Linked DNA regions of Mus musculus: all the other regions are linked to region 1. A link is a contact called in public HiChIP or PLAC-seq data. All regions are on one chromosome and are shown on one strand. The core of a region is the stretch at or near the end of the contact, and the rest is flanking DNA. Distances in the headings are between cores, read along the strand shown. Region 1 holds the start of Ebf1 (early B cell factor 1). Region 2 has its middle 18 kb from the start of Gm51859. Region 3 overlaps Ebf1 (early B cell factor 1). Region 4 overlaps Ebf1 (early B cell factor 1).

The links. HiChIP or PLAC-seq counts read pairs in DNA pulled down with a chosen protein or histone mark.
Region 2: a contact with region 1 is called in an H3K4me3 HiChIP or PLAC-seq map of pro-B cells, with 3 times the contacts expected there. The contact joins the enhancer-like site here to the promoter of Ebf1 in region 1. A contact is called at or near these places in 10 of 39 promoter capture datasets (the 3T3-L1 cell line, the C10 cell line, frontonasal cranial neural crest and 4 more), 3 of 15 datasets of contacts at CTCF or cohesin (embryonic stem cells, large pre-B cells and pro-B cells), 5 of 484 Hi-C or Micro-C datasets (the C2C12 cell line and uterus), 14 of 115 datasets of contacts at active chromatin or transcription factors (the 230-238 cell line, craniofacial prominence, embryonic basal ganglia and 10 more) and 5 of 9 other capture datasets (adipose tissue, embryonic stem cells, embryonic trunk and 2 more).
Region 3: an H3K4me3 HiChIP or PLAC-seq map of stem cell-derived neural progenitor cells shows a contact between it and region 1, with 40 read pairs. The contact joins the enhancer-like site here to the promoter of Ebf1 in region 1. A contact is called at or near these places in 3 of 39 promoter capture datasets (cranial neural crest, embryonic stem cells and liver), 1 of 15 datasets of contacts at CTCF or cohesin (the NIH/3T3 cell line), 20 of 115 datasets of contacts at active chromatin or transcription factors (the 230-238 cell line, bone marrow-derived macrophages, craniofacial prominence and 14 more) and 3 of 9 other capture datasets (adipose tissue, embryonic trunk and pancreatic islet).
Region 4: a contact with region 1 is called in an H3K4me3 HiChIP or PLAC-seq map of pro-B cells, with 5 times the contacts expected there. The contact joins the enhancer-like site here to the promoter of Ebf1 in region 1. A contact is called at or near these places in 10 of 39 promoter capture datasets (the 3T3-L1 cell line, 3T3-L1-derived adipocytes, the C10 cell line and 6 more), 3 of 15 datasets of contacts at CTCF or cohesin (the NIH/3T3 cell line, large pre-B cells and pro-B cells), 15 of 484 Hi-C or Micro-C datasets (B cells, the C2C12 cell line, CD4 T cells and 8 more), 22 of 115 datasets of contacts at active chromatin or transcription factors (the 230-238 cell line, the NIH/3T3 cell line, Th17 cells and 16 more) and 3 of 9 other capture datasets (adipose tissue, liver and pancreatic islet).

Annotation. Positions count from the first base shown.
Region 1 is chr11:44,616,300-44,620,048 of GRCm38.p6, forward strand. Ebf1 (early B cell factor 1) reads left to right here and starts at 1,801. Exons shown (of 16, transcript NM_007897.3): 1 at 1,801-2,013. The coding sequence starts at 1,880.
Region 2 is chr11:45,068,550-45,072,298 of GRCm38.p6, forward strand. No RefSeq gene overlaps it. Among named protein-coding and RNA genes, the nearest start is that of Gm51859, 18 kb to the right of the region's middle. Within about 2 kb of position 1,587, at least 21 of the 459 cell types and tissues checked have an H3K27ac peak or open chromatin away from gene starts, as enhancers often do. A contact at or near this core is called in adipose tissue and pro-B cells, where this site is marked.
Region 3 is chr11:44,974,507-44,978,255 of GRCm38.p6, forward strand. The region is part of intron 11 of Ebf1 (early B cell factor 1); the gene reads left to right. Among named protein-coding and RNA genes, the nearest start is that of Gm51859, 110 kb to the right of the region's middle. Within about 2 kb of position 2,160, at least 27 of the 459 cell types and tissues checked have an H3K27ac peak or open chromatin away from gene starts, as enhancers often do.
Region 4 is chr11:44,946,958-44,950,706 of GRCm38.p6, forward strand. All of the region lies in intron 10 of Ebf1 (early B cell factor 1), which reads left to right. Among named protein-coding and RNA genes, the nearest start is that of Gm51859, 140 kb to the right of the region's middle. Within about 2 kb of position 1,789, at least 53 of the 459 cell types and tissues checked have an H3K27ac peak or open chromatin away from gene starts, as enhancers often do. A contact at or near this core is called in the C2C12 cell line, the NIH/3T3 cell line, adipose tissue and 6 more, where this site is marked.

The DNA.
Region 1 (3,749 bases), core at 551-3,050:
CTCATCTCTCTTCTCTACATCCCAGTCTCTCTCCCTATGGCTGTGATGGAAGTTGGTTCAAGCCCCCTTCCCCTTTAACAGAAAGAACTTTGTGTGCCAAATAACCAACTAATCAGAGAAGGCAACACCCTTGCTGCAGTTGTTAAAGAAAAATAAAGCTACTTTGCGGAGCAGGAGAAGGGACTGAGGATCTGAAGATATTTAGAGTCGCAGGCTGCATAGCCCCAGAGACTCATTCACTCTTAGGGACTTCTGGAGAGTAGTGACCGAGTGAAAACCGCGCCCAACAGCATTCGTGTCTGGGTTAGCACCAGAGTTAGAGGCATTTCAGAAGCCTGCTGAAGACTGAGTCTAGAATGCCCATTCCCTTGCGGTCTACTAAAGTCGTATTGGTTGGGGCTTTAGGTTTCTCTACCTCTCCTGACACGGAGATAATGTCTTCCGAGTGCCCTCAAGTCTCGATCTCGCGCACATAAAGTTCATCCCGCCACCCTTGTTTCAGAGTGAAGAGCTGGACACCTGGGATGGGCATCCTGCCTTTTCTGCCTGGTCAGTCCTTTTTTCCTCCACGTTTGCCCCCGAAGTCCCAGGACAGGCAAGCAAGGGACTAGGCGTCTGCCCAAAGAGAACGCAGTCAGTACGCCTCCGTCGCGCTCAGGGCTCGGAAGGGATGCTTAAGAACTGCCATGGTGCATACCCCTTCGACTCAGGATACCTCCATCTCCTTCCCTCTGCCCCCTCTCTCGCTCTCTAAGGCCACGCTCCTTCCAGTTTAGACGCTAGAGCTCAGAGATCCCTTGCTCGCCACTTTGCCGGGAACTTTGGCGGCTCCCCTGCGCCACAAGGAGAAGGATGTTAATGAGGGAGTGTGGCCAGGCTCTGTGAACAAGCCAGCTCGGGAGCTGCGATTGGCTGTGATAAGGCGGAAGGATGACGTTATGCAAAGAAGGGGCGTGTCTAGGCTGCGAGGGCCCCGCCTCCTTCCCTTTGGGGTTAGTGTGCCTGTGTTTAGCTCTGGGGAGAGTCAAACTGGATTCCACAGGGAGAGCCTGCAAATCACTTCTATTTTAGCAAGGAGAAAACAGAATCTCCATCCAGCAGGGTCCACCCCTCTCTTTCTCCCTCTCCTCTCTTTTTCTATCTCTTTCCCTCCCCCCTTCCTCTTTCCCTCTCTCTCCCCTTCCCCCCCCCCCCTCCGGTGTATCTGTCTACAGCAACCAGCGTCCTCATCTACACGCACGGAAAGGAAAGAAACATCTTTGGTTGAGAGAGGAGGAGGAAAAAAGAGAGAGAAAAAAACTTGCCTGGTTGTGGAAAATGACACTTCAAGTAGCCAAGCCGGCTTCGAGAGTCGTATCTATTGTTTCTTAAATTGTCATCAGGGTGGTTTTTTTTCTTCCTGCTTCTTCAAGTGAAGGTACCGCTACAAAAGGAAACTCCAGCCCCTCCTGTTCTCCAACGGCCTGTGATTACTACAAAAAGAAAAAAAAAAAGGCAAAAAAAAAAAAAAAAGCAAAAAAAAAAAAAAAAAAAAAAAAAAAAAAGGAAAAAAAAAGCACCCAAACTCAAAACCAACCAACCAAACAACCCCCAACAGCCAGGCATATATCTCTGTTTTTTCTTAATTTTGGTCTTTTCGTTGGATTTTCCCTTTCTTTTTTTTTCCCCTCGCCCCCCTCCTTGTTATCGCTCAGTTTTGAGCGAAGGTTTACATTTTTAAAAATTTTGCTTTTCAGCCCGCCTTGATGTAGCGCGAGTCTCATCGACTCAAAAAAAAAAAAAAAAATCTGTGGTTGGCGTTTTTTTTTTTTTTTCCTTTTTTTTTTTTTCAAATATTTTCAAAGGGGAGGAGATTTTTCCACAAGAAAAGGTTGTTTTCATGTTTGGGATCCAGGAAAGCATCCAACGGAGTGGAAGCAGTATGAAGGAAGAGCCGCTGGGCAGCGGCATGAACGCGGTGCGGACGTGGATGCAGGGCGCCGGGGTGCTGGACGCCAACACAGCGGCGCAGAGGTGGGTACCGCTGGGGGACCGTGGAGGAGAGGCCACCGGCTAGCGGGAGAGCCCGGAGACGGCGGCGCGGCTACCCGGGGCCTGGCCACGCGAGTGCGTCTGCCGCTGCGCTGCGCTCGCCGCCCGAGCTCCGCGCTCCTCGGCTGCGCAGCACTCGTCGCCGGGTGGCCAGAGATCAGCGAGCTGCTGGAGGGAGCCGAGCCCAAGCTTTGCCGGCACTTTCCGCAGCCCCATCTGCGAGTGTTTTCGTTTTGTTTTAACCCAGAAGAGGCGTCTCTGCAGCTCGGTGTTGGATAGCTGCGCTTTTCTGACCGCTTGTTTTCTTTTCTGTGTGGTTATATTTTTCCCTTTTCCTCTCCTTCTCTTCGCTTCCTTTCCCCTTTATTTCGCTTCAGTTCTTTCCTTTTTCTTCTTCCCTCTTTTCTTTTTTCCTACTTAATTTTCTTCTCTCCCCCTTTCTTCCTTTCTATTTTCTACCTTCTTTAATTCTTTCCTTTCCCCCTATCTTTCCTTTCCCTTTTCTACCTTCTTTAATTTTTTCTTGTCCTTCTCCACTCTTTTCCCCCCTTCTTTCTCAGTTTCACTCTTCGTTTTTCTCTTCTCTTTCCTCACCTGGCTCTCTCCCCCGTTTCTCTCTCTCTCTCTCTCTCTCTCTCTCCATTTTTCTTCTTGGAGTCTCCTCTTATTTCTCCTATCTGGTTCTTTACTCTCTCCTCTCTCCACTTCTTAGCCTTCAGTTTTTCTCAGTCTGCCTGTAGAATAGTGATTTCCAACTTTAATTTTCACATCTCCTAAAAGCCACCCTCATCCACTGTCACCTTGGCCTTCCCCAGTCCCTCTCCCACTCTCCAGATCCTACACTGAGTGATTTGGAGGCCATGCTCTTGGAGACCAACTTGAGGAACTTCCCTGGACACACCCAGTGCCCTGTCCAGGGGCTCCTAGTCCCAAGTGAGAAATGGTACCTTGCCCTTTTCATTGCTGGCCACCACCTGGGCTTCGGGGAAAACTTTGTGGGCCCAGGCTCCATTAGACATAAAGGGTGCAGAAGGGGAATGGGGAGTAGTTCCATCTTTCCATTTTTGGGGGGAAGGGCTAGGGACAACTGTCCTATACTGTTTCCATCCCCATGAGCACAGGGTTGGGAGTGGTTGGTAGTGAGAGTGAATTGGGTAACTAGGCTAGAAGCGAAAGTGTGTGTGTGTGTGTGTGTGTGTGTGTGTGTGTGTGTGTGTGTGTGTGTTGTCCGATAGTGTCCGGCAGTTTGGGCTGTCATTGTGGTGCCCCCGGGCATCCTATTCTCCAGTCCCCCGCGGATCTTCTCAGCCAAGAAGCCTTGGCCCTTTGGGTTTCTGGAATGTGTGAGGAGGATTTCTCAGAATGGCAAAACTTTGGCAAGACAGGTCTTTTATTTAAAAAAAAAATTAACCAAACAACAACAGTCACTTACAACAGTAAAACAAGACGCCCCAGTTCTCTTTCCCATGGCGATCGATCATTTCTAATAGCCGCGAGTCCCAATCAGGGACCCTTCTCCGCTTGCTTGCCGTTTGTGTAGAAAATTAGCGTGCTGAGGTCGGGTACCATCAGCTGGCCGAGGCTAGGGAGTTTCCTGGAGGGTGGCTGAGGCAGCGAACAACCTAGCATGCCTTCATGCATTTCCACCTGCCCACTTACTTGCGAGATTTGGAGGCGTAGTCGGAGCCTATTCCCACGCCCTGGCCTTCGAAGTAGTA
Region 2 (3,749 bases), core at 337-2,836, 450 kb after region 1:
TTGCAATTTGAAACTACCATGTTGACCTCGCAAAGCACAGGCATGGTCTTCTGTCATCAGAGCCTCCATTAGTCACAAGTGGGCCTGGAAAGAAAGGAAATTTCTTTCCAATTATTTCCTAGCACACCAGGGGGATCTTCTCTCCTCCTCTGGAATCTTCTGCTAAGGTTACAGAGTTTACGGTTCCCATCATGCATGTGTACAGTATCTATTTCATTTAATTCGCTATTAACACTTCCAGTTTCACTCGCTGCAACACAGCTGGATAAAAAGAATTGAAATCAACCGGCTAGGCTGGAATTGGAATGTGGCTGTTAGCAGTTTTATTTGCAAACCCACCCCACTCTCACCTACCTTGTGTCATGCCGTAAATTCCACTCAGCACACAATTATTAAACGCAACTTTATGATGCACAATTACCATGCTTTCCCCAGAATCCGTTCTCTATTCTGGTTTTGCTGTACTTGAGCTGTGCATAAAACAGCCTTGTTTAAAAGAAATTAAATGATAATTTCTACTTTTTATAATTTTTTTAGAGGGAGGAGGGATTGAGATAGGGCCTCCAGTAGCCCAGGCTACCTCAGACTTTTTCATGTAGTCCAGAATAGCCTTGAGCTCCTGACTTTCCTACCATCTCACCAGTGCTAAGATTACAGGCATGGACCACCATGCAAGGTTCATGCAGTGCCTGGGACTGAGCTCCTGGCTTTGGACATGCTACGTAAGCACCCTACCAACTAAGCTCCAACCCAAGCCCAGAAAAAATTAATCTATATACCTCTCTTTTAAAATCCAGATTTGATTATTAAAAATCTAAAATTCAAGTGCAGAAGTTAGCAACATTTTCTTGCATTGGACTTCTAAGGTGCTGAAACTCCATTATCATCAAAGTGTTTTCAGAGGCTCACCTGAGGCAGTCCAACAAAAGAAAGAAGCCTATCTGAGATGTTCTACAGGGACAAAAACATAGAAATCCACACAAATATTTTTAAGGCATGTATACTTTTCACATCATGTGTGCCTCTGTCTATACAAAAACCAAATTCCCATTTCTCTAGGGACATTGGTTTTCTTTGCTAAGGCCTCAGCCTGCAAATGCCACCCCCACCCCCCACAAAAAAGGAGAGAGAGAGAGAGAGAGAGAGAGAGAGAGAGAGAGAGAGAGAGAGAGAGAGAGAGAGAGAGAGAGATCAAGCCATGACATGTCATCTAGTGTGACTTTCCAATTCAGGTCCTGAGGTTGTCTGATTCTAGCAACTTGGCCTAGGTGTTCATTTTTTTTCATTCTGGTGCACAAGATAGATTTCTCCTGGTCTGGCTCTGACTCTCCTTCACTCAACTCTATCCACCTTTTAACAAACATTTTAGACCACTCCGGTAGTTTAAATTTGAAGTGTCCATGTATTTGAAGCCATGTATTTGAAGACTTGGTCCTGGTGGTGGTCCTTAGCTGGTGGTGCTGTTTATTGGAATGTTTTTGGCATTTCTAGGAGGTGGAGTCTTGCTGGAGGAAATAATCCTACTCCCCCCCCCCCCCCGGGAGGGTGTGGTTTTCAGGGTTTAAAGCCAGACACACTTCTGTTTTTTCTCTCTTTTTCTGTGTGCAGTTGTGATCACCCTTCAGCTTGTTTCTTGTTCTTGCTTCCTTTCGTTGCCACCCAGCTGGCATGTCTCCCCCCACTGTGATGGATTCTGTCCCCAATTGTAAGCTAATATCTATTTCTTCACTACCTTGCTTGTTTGGGGATACTTTATCACAGCAACAGGGTAGTAACCAATACAGGCTTACCTCTGACAAATCTCTTTGTCCTAATGAAGCTACCCGATCAAAGATTTCACTTCCTCTCTTTAAAGAAAAGGTATCTACCACCAAGCTTCCAAATGAAGCTTGTATTTGCTTTTTATAAATTAAAACTGGAATAACAGGAGTGATGAGCTGACTCAGCAGTTAAGAGCACTGGGTGTTCTTGCAGAAGACCCAGATTCAGTATCTAGCACCTAGATGGTTGGCTCACAACATCTATAAGTCTTCTCCCAGGGGATACAGCACCTTCTTTGGGCTTCTGCAGGTACAACAAATTCTGGTGCACAGACATACCTTCAGACAAATACACATATACATAAAATAAACACAATCTTATGAAATTTAAAAACTGGCATAACATGATGTTTATTTATAATGATCACATCTCAAATGGGTTGAAAATCCTCTCATTTTTTTCACAGGTTTTCACATTACCAATTAGTTTAACCAGGTATTGTCTCCTGGCTTCTTCTGTCAGACTAGACATGTTGTTGAGATCCCATCCATAGAGAGAATCGTTTCTCCCATATCTAACTGATGATTCCAATTTGAACCTAGTTCTATTTTGCACAGACTGAAAAAGAACTTCTGCCACTGTTCAACTGCTCATGCAGGACTACAATTGTCAAAACACACAGCATCCTATTGCTATCCCAAACTCTTAGAATCAAGGGTCACAGAAATATTGTTTAGAGGTCTTGTACCCTGCGTTGGTGGCAAAATGTCTTGTGCAAATCTTTAAATGCATAGTTGATGCCGGGGCCACACAAAGTTCTCTTTTTGTTAGGGCAGAGACCTTCATGCTTGGTACTTTCCCTTTCCTTGGCAGGAGGGAGAGATGAAGAGTGAGGAGTAGGGGGTAAATTGGGGCGGAACCCAAACCCCATTTTGAAATGGATGAGAGTTGAATACTCCCAAAATTCCAACAAGATTACACACATAAAGAAATCTCATCTGGTAAATATTACATTCTGTTTTTGTCTTTGCTTTAGTTTTTACACAACTTGACAGTTTATGGTACTGTGCCACATTTCAGAGTTAAGGTTTACAAACATCTGGCTGTGGGCAGCATTCCATTCTTCATGGCCCCCAGTGTCTCTGGGATAAAGCATTTGCAACATACCATCTGAGGTGGAAAACATCAGCTTTCCTAGAGAACAATGGGGGTACACAAGGCATACTAAACTTTTCTGGGCTCTTCTGGGGAGGGCCCGGGGCATTGCACAATTAACCCAATGACTTCTAACAGATGAACTTTGGAGAGCCAGGAATCATTGGGTTCGCTGGCTGAGTGGCCAGTTAGTTGGCAGGATCCTTTTATATTCTTGGGGAAGGGAAGATTTCCCCAAGTAATTGTCAGAGCCAGGCAATAATGCCAATGTCTCAGTCACTTCCATCACGCTGCAGTGTCCAGGCATTTAAGAGAAAGAATGTCTTCTCTTAAGAGAGTTCAAGTAAGAGTGGATAACAACACTGGTCGCGTGAAAGCATGTAGAACATTTATTAAGAGTTACCAGCATCTATGTACATTTCATCATTGTTATTATTTCGATGTCATGGTTAATAGGAAGAGAAGAATTATTTTAACATGGTAAAGTTTTGATGTAAAATTGAAAAAATACATATGCCATATTATCTGTATTTTATCTTTTCTTTATTTTTTGTTTAAATACCATGATGGGATATTAGTTTTTATTTTTAAGACAGAGTCTTATGACCTTGGAATTCTGGTACTCTTGCTTTTATGTTCTGCCACATCTATTATATAGTTCTGAGCTTTGGAACTCAGAGCCTGGTGCAGGCTCTCTAATCAAATGAACTCTCTCTTCAGTCACAGACTGCTCTGTAAATCCTTCATTCTTAAGAAACAAATAGTAGTTTTATATCTCACATAAGACATCCCCAAAGAGTTCTTATCTTTTCCTGCAGAAGATGCCTGGACAA
Region 3 (3,749 bases), core at 910-3,409, 360 kb after region 1:
GACACGATGTGTGCCCACATAGAGAGCTGACCATAGTCTTTGTACGGTAGAACCGAGACACGGGTACAATGACAACTTTTTCTGCCATTCCCCTTTAGGTAGTGACATCACTTTCATCTAGCTTTTAGGTTAGCATTCATCCCTAGGCTCTCTAGTGTTGAGAGTGCAGCCTGAAAGTTCAGATTGGACCAATTAGAACCTAGTCCTCAGTCACTTGTTAGCCATGTGACCTGTGTCGAAAGCCTTCCTAACCTGTACTTGCCTCAGTTTCCCCATTTGTCGTGTGGAAGCAGTGATACTTCCTGCTTTCTCCTGTCCCTTAGCACATAAGGTTACAAACACCCTGGTTTTTATGTTAGTTGAATACAAGTGAGAGCAGAAAACCCCCATCCCCTGAGCAATTAAATATATGCTCTACCACCTGTGCCTCAGTTTTTCCATCTACAAACTGGGGATAGCAGAATTACAGAAGGATGGAAATAGGAGCCAAGTCTCGTTAAATGGTTGAGATCTAGCTAAGCCCAACAGTATTTTCATTTTTGCTTTTTTTTTTTTTTAAATAAGGATAGGAGAGAAATCAGAGTATAAGGTAGAGTTTTGTTTACTTATACTTAAAGGCATTTTTATGTTGCACATTAAATTTTAAACTTTTGGATACCTAACTCAGGCACATGCCACTTTGTCCCCAGGGGACTTGGGGTGAACCACTGAACCTTTTCTTCCTGGATTTGGGAGGGGCAATCAGGGACACAATGGCTATGTGTGTGTTAAGGAAACACTGCAGCTCGCTTCCAGCTCCTCCAACTATGGAAGGACTGTGGCCAGAAGAGCCCACCCCAGGAAGCTCTCCCTGTGACTCAGGGCAGACTGGCTGTCCTCTTGGCTCTAAGTGTTAAGGTGGAGCAAGGGTTCAAGGGCAGGGTCAGGAAGTGGCGGATGGAGCCAACACAAGGTATTCCTGTGGACTTGAGAGAGATTTATACTCCTACTCTCCATTGTTAGGGCCTTAGGAAGGGCCTCTGCCTTCCTCAGACTCTTGGCCAGTGTTTGTCAAACAGGGGTGCTTCAGTGAACTGCGGACCACACACCTTAAAAAACAAACCCCACTTTATTAAACCCATGTGTTTGTGAATAGACAAAGCTAGATTCATACAACCACCCACATATTCTGTCAAATGAAACTGCTCCAAAGACCACGCAGACAGCTTTCCATAATAATATGCCTTTGTGTATAGGCTTGCACTTTTTCAAACGAGGAGGACTTGCTTTGTTTTACTGGATCCCCTCTTGTGAAAGGAGTTGGGAAAACAGACATAGTTTCCTCATCTTCCCCACTTACCAAACAGGGAAAGAGGAGGGAACAGACTCTCTGTAAATCATTTCATCTCTGAGAGGCACTGTAATTACACTAACCCTCTCTGGTTAGGGCTTTTATTTCTTTCATTTGCACACAGAGAAGAGCAGGCCAAGGCCCTTAAAACATACATAGTATTCTATCCTGTCTCCCTGACGAATGAACCTTTTTCTCTGTGTCCATATAACTTTGGGAAATTCTCCGACAGGAGCAACCTGACTTTGGGGGTCCAGCTTGAGTTCTTATATAGGAGAGGTGGGGAGGGGGATGAGGTCTCTGGCCAATGAAGCTGAGATGCTAATTGCTTCAGTGATTCAACACAAACTTTGAGCAAAGAGCTCCCTCTGCTTTGAACTCCTTAAGTAGTGTCTCCATTTGTGTGTGTGTGTGTGTGTGTGTGTGTGTGTGTGTGTGTGTGTGTGAAGTTTTTGATAGCTTGCTACCCATCTTTATCCGCAGCCTGTGAGCTTTATTTCACAGGCAGTGCAAGCAGGCCTTGAGCCTAGCCCAGCATCCTGCACATGGGCTATATGACTCTTGCGAAGCCAGGATTGTGTGTTTCACGCCTATTGCAAGTCTAGCTCTGCTTGATGGCGTCGCTGCAGAGCAGAGAGGCCAAGTGAGCCAGCATGCCAGCCAGATACACAAGGAGCTTGGAAGGCAAACCCAGGCCTTGTGCATGGAAGTCTGAAGCCTCAGGTTCCTCCTCTGTGGGACAGCTGTTTCACAGTGCTGCTAGGAACTAAGGAGATAATGCATGCAAAGAGAAGCTCCAGGCAGCTGGGGAGTCTCCAGTAAGTGGGGACACTAATCTCTGCATGACATACATCTCACATTCCACAGGAGAGGCATTTAGGCTGAGTCCCTGGAGGAGATCTGTCTGCTGACTTGCTATGGCATCAGTGCCAGCAAGTGAGAAAGCTCAAACTTGAACTTGGGTCTATGAGTTCAAACCCCTCCCTGTGTCCAGTATGTTAACATTCCACTGTTCCTTCAGATCTGGTTATTCAAAACTCAAATACTTCTGCCTGAAGGCTATTGCCTCCTGCTTCCTCTCCCTCATCAGCATCTTCTGCCCATCCCCCTCGGATTCTCAGTAGCTTTTCTTTCTTCCTTCATTGAGAGAGGCTGGTGAGGAAATCTGTACCAAGCAAATACTGTTTGATTACAAGATCCAGCCTCCCTTATAGAGAAAATCAAGCAGTTTGGGAAAAGCAACAAAGGCCACATTTGTGTATTTTGCTTTATGGAGCTGAAAATATCTGGCAAATTGATCCAGCGGGAGTCATAAATACACATTACTTTATCTTGTTCTTCGTGTCCTATACCCCAGAGCCTTGATAGAACAACACCACTTAATAGACTTAAGAAAGAGTAATTACACTCATTGCTTGTGTGATTTTTCAGCCCTCCCAGCCCTGCCTGACCTTCTAATTTAGCTCACCGTGTCTAACTAATGCATTTATATTCATCTTTTATGAAGCATGGATAGTACAGGATTGACTGTACAGTCTTGCTCAAACTGTCTGCCCAGGTTCTCCTCTGGTTGGTAGTGAAGGGAGTAGGGGCCATCCATCTCCATACATTTGCATGGATAGACAGCCATAGACATGGCTGCCGGCATTTTTCATCCCGTATGAAACATGATAAAAAGTATTTATTACATTTTTTCCTTTAAAGCTTTTATATATTCTAGCATTATTTACAGCTAAACATGCAGGCAAAAGATGTGAGTGTTTTTAAAATCATTACTGTTAATGTCTCAGCTTGTCAGAAGCGCTTAAATTTCCCTGCACTTTGTCTAAAAACTTGGTACCGTTGCCTTTTAAGAACAACACACTGAAAGGATCTTGCAAGTCAGATCTGCAAACACTGCTGACAGTCTGTGATGGATGATATTGCAAAATTTGCAAGATGTTTGTCATTTCACACAGCCGACATATTAAGGAATGGATTAAGAAACTCAAAACCCCTATGGGAAACAGTCATTCCCCCCACCAAAACCCCAGCCAAACCTCGAACCCCCCTAGAGCACACCAGAATCTCTCACTCGGCTATCTCTCCCAACTTCCCACTCAGCCATTGGATCCTGATTGTTCACAGAGCATTTTCTCTCACCATATGGTCTCCTCATTACCATATACTAAGAGTCCATATGGGAAACTTGTGAAATGAACTGTATTCATTTTAACTGCCAGATGAGCAGCCTTGTGCTTTGCAAGCCTAGCTTAAGTCATCTGCTGTCTTCGTGTTGTTATGGCAACACGGCGCCAATAAAAAATTCTAATCTGCTGTAAGTGATCACAATATTTTAAGTGCTTGCCTATAACTGGCCTCAGAAGGGACACGAGACAGGAGAGCTTCAATTTGTCCAAAGGTTTATGAAGGTGGTTGT
Region 4 (3,749 bases), core at 539-3,038, 330 kb after region 1:
AGGATTCCAGAAGTATGTTAGGACATGGGCTCACTCCAAAGCTTATCAAAGCAGGCTCTTAAGTTCTGACAACTCTTAAAAGTGCTACAGATGTTTAGCCAACTCAGAAGTTTCAGGAATATCTGATTTCTTACACTTTGCTTCCAAATGTTTATCCACACTATTCCATGTAGAACTTTAGGTGATCTGTTACTAAACCCTGGTTTGGGAACCTGGGTTTTTGGGTTCACTTCTGCAGATGAAATGTGTACCAAAGTCCTTCATAAGTCTCCCCCCACCATCCTCCACAGATCCCTGCCCATCATTGGCCTGCACAGCTGTCCAGTACTGGTCTTTCCCCTCCCCTAAGCATTGAACTGGGTCCCTTATGGGTCTCAGCACTTTAAAATAAATGTCTATAGAAATTTCAAGTCTATCATGTATCTATCAAAATCCTCTGAGATCCCTGCTCTTCTCTTTGCTTTTAGGTATCTGTTTGACTGAGCCCAATAATAGTTGACAGTAAAGTGAATTTCCCCAAAATATAAACAACTCTGTTATTTTCTTGAGTTTCATTCTTTGCCATTTATTGAATGCCAACATATGCCAAGCATGGCCACCCAGCGTAACAAACAGTAAAGGTGAGACAGAGAGGCTGTGTTGTCAGTACAACACAAATTTAAGTGATGTGGCACACTGCGGTGGTAGTCTTTGTAGATGCCTGGAGTTAGATGGTTCAGTCTAAGATTCCAGGGAACCAGTCCAATGGAAGGCTGCTTACCCTATAGGTTGAGAGTTGAGAGTGGAAAGGATTGGATTGAGTCTGATTTTTCTGATTTCTCTCTAATTATTGAGGTCCATCCTCTTTAAACGGGCACTAAGCAGGCGTTCTAACATAACCAATACATTTGTTTATCCAAAAAGTATATATAGTAAGAAGTTAGGAGAAAAATTCCATTCCACCCATTCACCCCCTCATCATTATCTCTTGTCAAAAAAAAAAAAACCAAAAAAACCAAAAAAACTGTTCTTCTTCAGGATTTCAGAAGCCACAGGCTGTAACTCCAAGGTCAGTGTCTGCACTCATCCCAGCTCCCTTCTCCCTTTCATCCCCACAAGAGGTTTGAGGATAGTTGGGTATTTTTCTTTTTATTCTCTTAAGATGGAAAATCCTGAAGATTGACTCAATATTGAGTAAGAAAGAATATTTGAAACTAAAATTCCGTGCACACAAGTGAATGCAGTCTCCTTTCTTCATCCACATCTTCCACGCATTTTTGGTTTTGTAGAGAGCAATGAGGTACTTGGAGCAGTGAGTCAAATATTTCCTGCTCCTTGGCAGGTAGGGCTGACATTTTTGATCTGATGTGACGGGTTTAGAAATGAGCCTAGTGGACATGGGTGGCATAGGTTTAGAAGGCTTTTGCGGGGCCTGTTTTGAAAGGATATATTGAACCAAAAGAAAAGAATACTCCATTTAACCACGTGCTTTCTTCTCAGTCTGCATAGCAGAGAGTTTCAGACCCTTGATGTTTCTGAGTATTTTGCAACAAGGCCCTCCTCTTCTCTTGCTACCATACAGCTTTGTGTACAGGTGACTACTGTGGACAGCCAATGCAGAACTCAATGGAAGTCGTTGCCTGATGGGACGGCTAATGTGGTTGCAGAAGGAAGCAAACGGCCTTTCAGCAATCCCACATAGTTACTGATATTCGCATGGGGGAAAGCCAGCGTTTCTGTGTGAACAGAGGAAATTGCCTCATGTTAATCCCTGTGCCTTCAAAAGACATTTGGGATGTGGGACTCCTGCTAGGGTTTCATGCAGTAATATATAAAATATGCACTTGACCAAGAGCTTGCAGTTTTGACTAATGGGATTATTAGCCAATGAGTAATATGCTAAGTTTGCCAAGTCTAAGTTTATGGCTGGACCTTTGAAAGCCAGAACTCCATGTTCCGATAGTCAGAGGCATTCTAGTCTTGCAAGTTCAACCCTAATTAGAAAAAAAATACTAGGGAGTTATTATTTTTGATCAGAAAACTTGAAGTAGTGAGGGTCTTTTTGTTTATTTGTTTATTTTAAAGACTACAAATGCTAATATTTTGGAAGGATTCTTAGGGCATGTTAGGGAGTAAACCTTTTTGGAAGTAGAACATTTGAGAAGGGTCGGTGGTATAATTGAATAATGTAATTTGATCAAAAGAGAAACAACTTTGATGAAGTAGTTTATTACTTGCATAATTTTTCTTACCAAACAGAGTGCACAGCTACCAAGGCAGAGGACAAATTAAGGAGACACAATATCCAATCCAAGTTTGGCACACGAGAGAAAACACCTGGCTGACTGATTTCATTGTTTGCTTTCCAGCTAGTGTGCTTGGTGTGGTAGAGACACTTTGTGGGTTTCCTGTCTTTAACAGGCTAGTCGCCACAGATGACTACCTTGGAAAAAACATGATCTAACACCGAGATGACAGCCAGGTCTCAGCAGAAGGATACAATTTCTTTTATATATATATATATATATATATTCTATGCACATATATGTATATATGTTTATACATGTACACACACACACATATATATTCATATATATTGACAATTCTGTAATTCTGTTGCTTTGTTCTATTTTTAGCTGTGTGTTTAAATAATTTCAGGAATAATTGTTTTTAATTGTCTTTCGTTGTAGGCAGCACAGTTGAGAGTAAAATGAAGAGCTCATGAGGTCATGCAGCCTTTTCTTATTCACACACATTCTGCTACGTATGTGTGAGGGTTATCAGCATCTACCCCAGTTTCATTCACCATTTTCCCTCTGGCCTTCATGAAGTTTGCTTTCTTCTCTACAGACACAGACTAGCTCAGTTCAATGGTGTTACTCTGCTGTTAGACTGCTTACATCATGTTTAGATTTTTTTTTTAAAGACTATGTCTCTCTACCATGGTTCATGAGTTCCATTTTTGGGAGGCATTGATCCTAAATCTTGTGCTTTATTTTTCTCATGGCATTGAGTGGGTAGAAACAAACTCTAGTTCCTAATTCACTTTAAAGAACATGACCCCCCCCCCACTTTGTTCCTATTTTCTTGTTAAAACTAAATTGTGTGCAATTTGTAGGAAATTGAAACCACATTTTTTTCACTTTTAACTTTCCAAAATTAAAATTTATGGGGGGGGGGAAGCAATAAAGTGCTTACGAAATGGTCATCTATAATTATCTTCGTGGGTTGCACACATTTGAGGAAAATGACTTGGAGACCCTATCAAGGTTTTACAACCGCAGGACACTGGGCTTCTCACCAATCTCCCAGTCTCCCAGTCTCCCAGTCTCCCAGTCTCCCAGTCTCCCAGTCTCCCAGTCTCCCAGTCTCCCAGTCTCCCAGTCTCCCAGTCCCCCAGGTGTTGGAGCCAAGATTCACCTCCAGAAAAGGCTAAAGCTTACACTACACATTCAAACATGCAGTGTGCGCAGAGGCCCTCAGGAGTGCTCACAACACAACTAGGCAGGATCTCAACAGGTTTTCCCCTTTTGTTCCGTAGCGACTGTTGTTATAGTGACATTTACCATGTAGACCGCTTCTATGGCTAGTTCTGGACTTGATGTCAGTTCCTGTAACGTTCTTGTCACGCTCTACCTGGCCGTGGAAACCACAGAACCAGTTACATGAACTGCCTGTTTCTGGTTGCTGCTGCTACTGTTTTGGATTCTGAGTTCAGGGCTCTCTTCCTCCCAACCGTTCCTATGAAACGTTCTAGAAGACATTCAAGG